Linked DNA regions of Zea mays: regions 1 and 3 are each linked to region 2. The links are chromatin contacts, called in public Hi-C maps. All regions are on one chromosome and are shown on one strand. Each heading gives the region's core, a stretch centred on a gene start, on an enhancer-like site or on the middle of the called end of the contact. The rest is flanking DNA. Distances are from core to core; before and after follow the strand shown.

The links. Hi-C and Micro-C count contacts between places; a contact is called where the count stands out from the background.
Region 1: a Hi-C map of tassel shows a contact between it and region 2, with 2.7 times the contacts expected there. The contact joins the promoter of LOC542622 here to the promoter of LOC100285302 in region 2. A contact is called at or near these places in 3 of 25 Hi-C or Micro-C datasets (ear, leaf and tassel).
Region 3: a Hi-C map of ear shows a contact between it and region 2, with 2.6 times the contacts expected there. The contact joins the promoter of LOC100384489 here to the promoter of LOC100285302 in region 2. A contact is called at or near these places in 3 of 25 Hi-C or Micro-C datasets (ear, leaf and tassel).

The regions. Positions count from the first base shown.
Region 1 is chr2:181,509,654-181,512,382 of Zm-B73-REFERENCE-NAM-5.0, forward strand. LOC542622 (voltage-dependent anion channel protein1a) reads left to right here and starts at 1,378. Exons shown (of 6, transcript NM_001112149.1): 1 at 1,378-1,515; 2 at 1,628-1,695. The coding sequence starts at 1,470.
Region 2 is chr2:181,881,760-181,884,470 of Zm-B73-REFERENCE-NAM-5.0, forward strand. It overlaps LOC100285302 (metal ion binding protein), which reads left to right and starts at 1,288. Exons shown (of 2, transcript NM_001175031.1): 1 at 1,288-1,629; 2 at 1,756-2,166. The coding sequence starts at 1,464. The coding sequence ends at 2,075.
Region 3 is chr2:182,186,643-182,189,342 of Zm-B73-REFERENCE-NAM-5.0, forward strand. LOC100384489 reads left to right here and starts at 1,370. Exons shown (of 1, transcript NM_001177017.1): 1 at 1,370-2,700. The coding sequence starts at 1,464. The coding sequence ends at 2,564.

The DNA of each region.
Region 1 (2,729 bases), core at 128-2,627, 370 kb before region 2:
GGTGCGCCAGACCAGGGCACACTTCGGTTATCCCTTGCTCTCTTTGTTGAACCCTTTTCTTGGTCTTTTTATTGGCTTATGTGAACCTTTGGCACCTGTAGAACTTATAGACTAGAGCAAACTAGTTAGTCCAATTATTTGTGTTGGGCAATTCAACCACCAAAACCAATTAGGAAATAGGTGTAAGCCTAATTCCCTTTCAAATAGGGACTCCAATACTCGCTAACCGATGCTAAATCCCTTATTAGGGTTAGGATATCAGACAAAAAGTCTCCCCATTGGTATAAATATGAGACAAAATATTCACCCATTAGGTAAGCAGAAATGGGTTTGGAAAGAAATCATCCAAAACCAATTAACCATGAGTAATATTCACCTAGTGAAATTAAATGTGTGTCCTAATAGATAATAAGCACAACAACTAACTCAATCTCTTTCAACTAACTTAATCTCTTTCAACCCTTTTAAGCACCCATCCACCTAGCCTAGGTGGTCAGCCACTAGCCGTCCCATCCACTAGTCCATATGTTTTTTTTTTGTGTTTTGCTGTTTTGTATGGTTAAACATATTTTTTTATTAAATGTCAGATTTATTGGTAGTGTATTATTGTTAGGTGCCGTGTGACTGTTAATGTCATATGAAATATAATTTAATAGTGTTTTCCTTGTCATGGATGAGGACCCATTGAGACCCTATATCAGAATAAGGATGTGTATGAGATGAATCTTATATCATAATAGATATAAGTATGAAAATAGGGATGTGTATAACTTCATGAGACCGTGTCCAACAAGGACCTGTATGTGGTTCTGTACGCCAAATTTACAGGACGCCGAGCTCCTTTGTTGGTCCAGCAACGGACGGTAAAGCCTCCGGTAAAATACCGGACGCTGCCTGCGCATGCTACATTTAGCGTTTCACTGTGCGTCCGCTACGCAGCCGGCCAGCAGGGGCATAGTGCTGATACGACAAGGATGGCCCACATGCAGCTCGTGGGACCAGGAGCTCACAGGAGGAGGCAACGACATTGGAACATGGGTCGGGCCCACAGTTGTCAAAAAATATAGAATATAGGATATAGAGGAGGAAATTTAGAGAACGCTGCTGGAGATGGTAGAGATATAGAGGATGTAATATTTTAGAGTGTACTGTAAAGGACGAAAAATATTTTTTTAGAGGATGAAATTTAAAGGACGTTGCTGAAGATAGCCTGAGGATGAGTACTAGATGTCTGGAGTCTGAACCTGGTGGAGAATTCCCCACAGAAGGAGAAGGAAAATAAACTAGGGTTTAGCCGGGGCCACACGGCAGGCTCCACGGCGTGGTTATGTCCGCCTTTATTCTCCCCCCACTCGTCTGCTTCGCCTCCACCTATCCGCCGCCTCCCAATCATCCTGCCCCCAAACTCCCACCCCGCAGCATCCCCACGCCACCACACCTCGTCGCGTCGCGTCGTCACCGGCGTGAAGATGGTCGGGCCAGGCCTCTACACCGAGATCGGCAAGAAGACCAGGGGTGGGTATCCGTCCTAAGGATTCCTTTCAAGCTCTGGGGATCATGGGTGCAGTTCGCTGGTTTATTCTCTTCTGTTGGTTTGCTTATTGTTGTTGGTTCGCTTTTTCCGCAGATCTGCTGTACAAGGACTACCAGACTGACCACAAGTTCACCCTCACTACCTACACCTCCAATGGCGTCGTAAGTGCTTCGCTCCGTTTCGGAACACCCCGTTTCCTCTTGTTCAGCTTCGGTCCTTTTACTAGGGCGTTGCTTTGTGCTTTCTCCGGACTGGAATGAATCTGGTTGACGTAGCTGTGGGATGGGTTCATGATCTTCTATTGGATTCGTCTGCCGGCTTCGGATTCTCTTGCTCGATCTTAGCGAGTGACTGTTCCAGCACAAGAGATTATTTATTGATTAGATTGGGGTTCCTGCAGAGCCCTGCTTATTAGTTGTGCTCTGTGTCTATCTGCTGGTTGGTTTTTTGATGTAGAGTACAGGATTCGGCAATGTGTGATTTACATGTGATGCTCTTTCACTAGTTTTAAATAAGTGGGTTGCTAGAGAAACCCTCTTGAGTCATGACCAGTGGAGGAAAGGGTTCGAATAAAAAGGGACAGTGGAACCCCTCGCGGTTGTGTTTCTAATAAAAACTGGAGGTGATGTGAAATAGCAGCAAGCTCGAGTTACATAACTGGTGTCGGGCTCAATTTTCAAGGGATGCTACACATGTTTGCACTATGTGGATACTGGGAGGACAGTGTGGGTAGTCAGTTATTGAGTAGAATAATTAAGGAGCTGAGCGATGTCAACGCGTGCCGTTGGATTTCCTTCCACGGTTGCTATGTGAGTAAATTGCTGGTTTTGATGAGTTTTAGATTTGTAGGAAAAATGTATCTGTACTGAACTAAAACAATGAGAATAATAAAACTATAACCGAAGTATCAAACACCTGGAAAAAAGATTGTGTTGAACCCCAATTATGCTGTTACCTTAATTATGTTTCTCAACTCATATTGACTTTTGCAACTTGCATTTCCGTTGATGTATTGGAATCTGGAATTATGTATGCTCATTGCTCTTGTCTTAATGGTAACACTTGCATGATTTAACAATTAATCCTTTGGTGTGCGTGTATATGTTTGATTGTTCTACATGCTTCTAAAAATTGTTACTATGTTAGAGTCATTTGCATTCATGGCTAGCATATTCTTATGATTTTAATATCCTCT
Region 2 (2,711 bases), core at 38-2,537:
GCATTAGGTCGTTTCTGAGACCACATTCGCGCAATGGACTCCATGGTGTCTGAGGTTGCTGAATTGGATGAAGCAACAATGATTTGTCACACTAACAGTAAAAAGAAAGGTTATTTGTTAGTTTTCAACGTTAGTAATTGCTACGAAGTAGAATAATTTATATGGAGCGCATCCAGTTTTTATTGATGCCTGACTTTAGCAATCACTCTATATTTTGATCTATTTTTTTATAAGTTTGAGTTCATATGACTTATTTTAGAAACTTGAGCTAACAAACTTTCTCTTATTTGGTCTCTGTATGGTGGAATTATGTCATTCTATAATCTCTGTTCGTTCAGTCAGTCGTTGTGAACTCTCTTCTAATCGCTAACTTCATTGGCTGTGTTGTACCAAGACATACTGGATGGAGTAAACAATAACATCAGTTAGTCAAATCAAAAAATATTATACGGAGAGCAGAGACAATTAATAATAAATCTTGAAATTTTTTGTATGGATAGTTTATGTGGATATTGTTATAAGCCGTCGCAACGCACCAACAAACAACTAGTATAAGAAAACATAACAGATTAAATGACCCCCTCCTCCTACAATCACGGCCTAATACTGGAATTATCTATGACCTGCAAAGTGGTGGTCCACATGCAGGTACCCGATGAGGGAACAACGGCACAGCTCAGCGGACGAAACGTGGCAGTTGGCGGACCCTGATTGGAGTCCCTGCCCGTCGGTCCCTTGCTGGGAGTGGGACTCCCCTACTGCCAACTTGCTAGTATCTGAAGCCTGGAGCTGGAGGACAGAGCTGAGACAGCCCAGCTCCAGCAGTTGTTGAGCAACCAGCCCACGGCAAATGCATGAGCAGGGTTTTCTGTTACGCGGGTTCATCGAATCATCGCCTCCAGGAATGAGGAAACTGAAGACTGGTTGAGGAGGAGCTAGGGGCATCAATGCAATCATGGGCCCAAAATGTTGTTAGTCTTTACTAGTTACCTTGCAGAAACGGCATGTAAACAACTATACAAAGCTGGCTTTTTTTCCGCGGAGTCCGTTTGCGCTGAACTCGGCAGCGCATCTGGGGGAAACTTCTCGCGGGCGGTCACGCCCACAAATCGATACACGGCGAGGCTAGCTGTAGCTGTACACACACATACAAACCGTACCGGGCCTCACCTGCCTGCAAGGAAGAAGCAGCTCAGGTCAGTGAGCTGATGGTGCCGGGGGGCCGCGCCTGCTAGCTATATATACACACGCGACCTTCTTCTAGCTTGCTAGCTGCCATTCATCATCAGAGCTAGCTAGCTCAGAGAAGAGAAGAGCTGTTGCGTAGCGCGCGCGCGCGCGCTGTGACGACGACTGTGAGTAGCGAGAGAGTGAGTGAGTGGTGACTATTTCAAGAACATCAGCTCGACCGTTTCTTCGACCCCGCGCCCTTTCCTGCTAGTAGCTTTGGAACTAACTGAACCATGGGAGGCACGCTGGAGTACCTGTCGGACCTGCTGGGCGGCTGCAGCAGCAGCAGCCGGCGCCGGTACAACAGGAGGACGCAGTTCCAGACGGTGGAGCTCAAGGTGCGCATGGACTGCGACGGCTGCGAGATGAAGGTCAGGAACGCCCTCTCCCGCATGAAAGGTACAGCAGTCTTTTTATAATTAATTTACACTACTGCTAGCTACTTATTCGTTTAATTTTTCATCGCGTTCGCCGTTATATATCTCAACTGACGATGACGAGGACACCTGCATGATAATTCTTCAGGGGTGCATTCCGTGGAGATCGACCGGAAGCAGTCCAAGGTGACGGTGCAGGGGTACGTGGAGCCTCACAAGGTGGTCAAGCGGGTGCAGGCCACGGGGAAGAAGGCGGCCGAGATCTGGCCCTACGTGCCCTACAGCCTCGTCGCGCACCCTTACGCCGCGCCGGCCTACGACAGGAAGGCGCCGCCGGGCTACGTGCGCAGGGTCGACGCCGTCATGCCCGCCTCCAGCTACGGCGGACCCACGGCGGCCGGCCCGCAGGAGGAGCGGCTCGTCAACATGTTCAGCGACGACAACCCCAACGCATGCTCCATCATGTGAATTTCAATTACTACTGTGTCAAATAGCTATAGACCACGGGTGCAGCTCTCTTCGATCACAGAACAAGTATATGCATGGTCGCCTCGGTTGGATGTTTATGTCCATGACAGAATATATATATATATATATATATATATATATATATATATATATATATATATATATATATATATATATATATATATATATATATATATATATGTCTTTTGTGTGAGCAGCTGGAGTAGATAAGCGTAAAAAATGTTTTCCTCAACTGTAGCCTGTAGGCGGCGGTAGAGTTAATTAGACAAAATATTTTATAAACTAAGACCTTTAATATCCACACAACTCACAAAAGTCATTCATTCAACAACCATAGATATCCAGTTCAATGCATATTTGTCCCAAAGCCATATGGTTCACAAAAGCCATTCGTTCACCAATCGAACAAAGAATTGCATAAGTTCCAATGTAAAAGAAGCATACACACGTACTCAGGAGTACAGGCACTGAAACCGCCGCTTGGATAATTCGCGCTGTGGCCACATTGTCCTATAGGAGGGGTAGGCCGTAGCTCCTCAGCACGCTCAACGACCGAACGACGACGCCATCGCCATGGCTGGCAGCTGCTTCCTGACGCTATGCGCTGATCGATCC
Region 3 (2,700 bases), core at 120-2,619, 300 kb after region 2:
AACGTCTCAAAATACTTGACATGACTTCAAATTAGTTGGGAAACTAAAGGACAGATAATAAACACCGAGTAAGACAAAATGTCTGAAAAACATATGAAACAGATTAAAATCAGTTGGAAAACTAATTAAATGACTGAATAAGGCAACATGACTGAAAATCATACCACCATGGTGGAGGACAGAGCCGACGGCTAGCAGAAGAACAGAGTCGAATAGAGACGGTGCAACAATGCAAAGCAAATGACATGTGGGCCATACCAACATGGACGGAGCAAGAAGAAGAAAAGACCTGCTACCGTGTTTGTTGCGAATCATTTTGTACCTAACAAATAACCTAACAGCGATTAAGGCTCATATTTTAAAAGTTTATAGACCAAAATGACACATGCCGACAAGTTTAAAGATTAGAAATGCATTTTACTCATTTATATTTGTTTAAGATTAGCGCAAGCTCAACTAAATCTAATAAAAGCAAATAGCCCTCCTACTGTGTTAAACCACCAGTTTCGTGCGTGACTTATGAAGCGTGTAGATCTATTCTTTTTCTCCGCTTTTCGTCTAACAATGAACCATTATACTGTAGATGGTTCTTGAGAAACCATCCAATACCAACACGATAGGATGACACACGTAGCGCGGCGCTCCTACACAGTATCACCTCGCTGGCTCATGTAGGACAAGCCACCAAGTGCCATATAAAAAAAATCGGTTCCTTTTCAACGCATACATTTCTCCGTCTTTTGGCTAAGATAAAGTATGATATTTGTTTTTATCGTTTAAATATTTGATATGTGGACTATACGTTCAGTTTAATATTAAATTTATTTTATATGGGTACTAAATAATATGATTGTGTGTCGTTGTAACACACGCATATTGTAATAGTTGTCATTGACATGAGGATGTAAATAATTATACATTCCGTTTCTAACGCAGGAGCACGATTGCTAGTAGAGTTAAAAATAATTTCTAACTCAAATAACTTCAAAAAAAAAAATCAAAAATGGTTCCCTCCTGTTCTGTTCGGAATTGAGATGGTCCAATTTTGCAACGCAATGAAAGATGACATCATAAAACTATGGAAGACACCAGGAGAGACAACCTCTTTGTCTGTCGCTCCCTCGAGGAAATGTATGCCGTCCTAAATGCTGCAGGCAGAGAGAACTCCACTGAGGGCACATCAAACCGAGAAAGCGGCAATCGAAAACGATGCGTCGATGGCAAAAGCAAGAGCCTCCTCAAGCTGACAGAGTGGCCGCCTGCCTGCCTGCCGTACAACTGTACGAGCTGCCGAGCACGGGGCAGGTAGCACCCAACAAAAGCGAGCGCAAAGCTGCCTGTCAGCGCGCCTGCTTCTCCTCACCCTCGACCCTCCCTCCCTTTCTTGCTAAAGCAAGCCGCCGCCGCTTCTGCTCCTGCAAGCTCTATATTTCCAGGCCTGCTACAGTGCACCCATCGCCAGCATGAAGAAGGCGGTGTCAGTGAGAGGAGGTGGGAAGGGAGGCACAGCCCCTACGGACCTCCTGGTCTGCTTCGCCGCTCGGCAGCACCTGGCGCTGATGCCCAAGCCCATCTGCAGTCCGTCTCGGGCCACCATGGACAAGGCAGCCGCCGCGCGCCGGCGCCAGCTCCAGCTCCAGCTGCCGGGCGCCAGCGCTGCTGCAGGTGGTGCGAGAGTGCGCGGCGGGAGTAGCCCGATGTTCCGGGGGTCCAAGGCGAAGCAGAGGGCGGAGGAAGAAGAGGAGCCGCAGTCGCCCAAGGTCACGTGCGCTGGCCAGATCAAGGTCAGCCGGCCCAAGAAGGTGAAGCCGGCCTCGACGGCAGCGGCGAAGCACAGTAGCGACGGCGCCGGCGGCGCCAGGAGCTGGCTCACCGTGATGGAGGAGATCGAGCGGCTTCACGGCCGCAGGAAGAAGGCGGGCTGGCTCGAGAACCTCGGGATCAGGCGGCACGCGCTGCCGTTCGTAGGCGGCGCGCTCCGGAGCCTACGGTCCAAGGCACGCTGCTTTGGTTCCCTCCATGCCGCGGCCGTGGACTCCTCCGTTGACTCCGACGGCAACGGCAATGGCAACGACGCGGCGGGGCGTGGAAGTGAGCGCGGAGCCGGAGGGAGCGCCGCGGCCAGCGTATTCTACAAGTGGCTCATGGTGCTCGAAGGCGACCAGGAGCCCCTGGAGCAAGACGAAACCAGGTACGACGAGGAATTCGGTCAGGGAGAAGACGTCGAGCGGCAGGTGGGAAAGGAGACGGACGAGGGCACGAACGGGCCGACGTCCGCGCCGCCGCCGAACGCGCTGCTGCTCATGCGCTGCCGCTCGGCGCCGGCGACTGGGCTGTCCATGTCCAGAAGGAGGACGTGTGAGCAGTTGGCTGGCGTGGTCGAACAAGGGAAAGGGGCCGCGGGCGGCGTGCCGGGAGACGCTGAAACAGAGGAGGACAAGGAGGAGCTGGCGTTCACGTGCACAGCGCCCGGCTTCATGAAGCTGTCACTGGACATCGCCAAGGAGACGTGGGTCGTCGGTGGCCGGGACCCGATCGCGAGGAGCCGGAGCTGGAAGAGGTGACCGCCAACGCCAAGGCGCCAACATGCGCCGCATGCGCGACGCCGACGAGGATGACGTGGAGGCGGAACCCATCGTGCTGCCTTGTACAGATCGCTTCACTAATTTCTGTGCTGGAACATATATAAACTCATGTTTC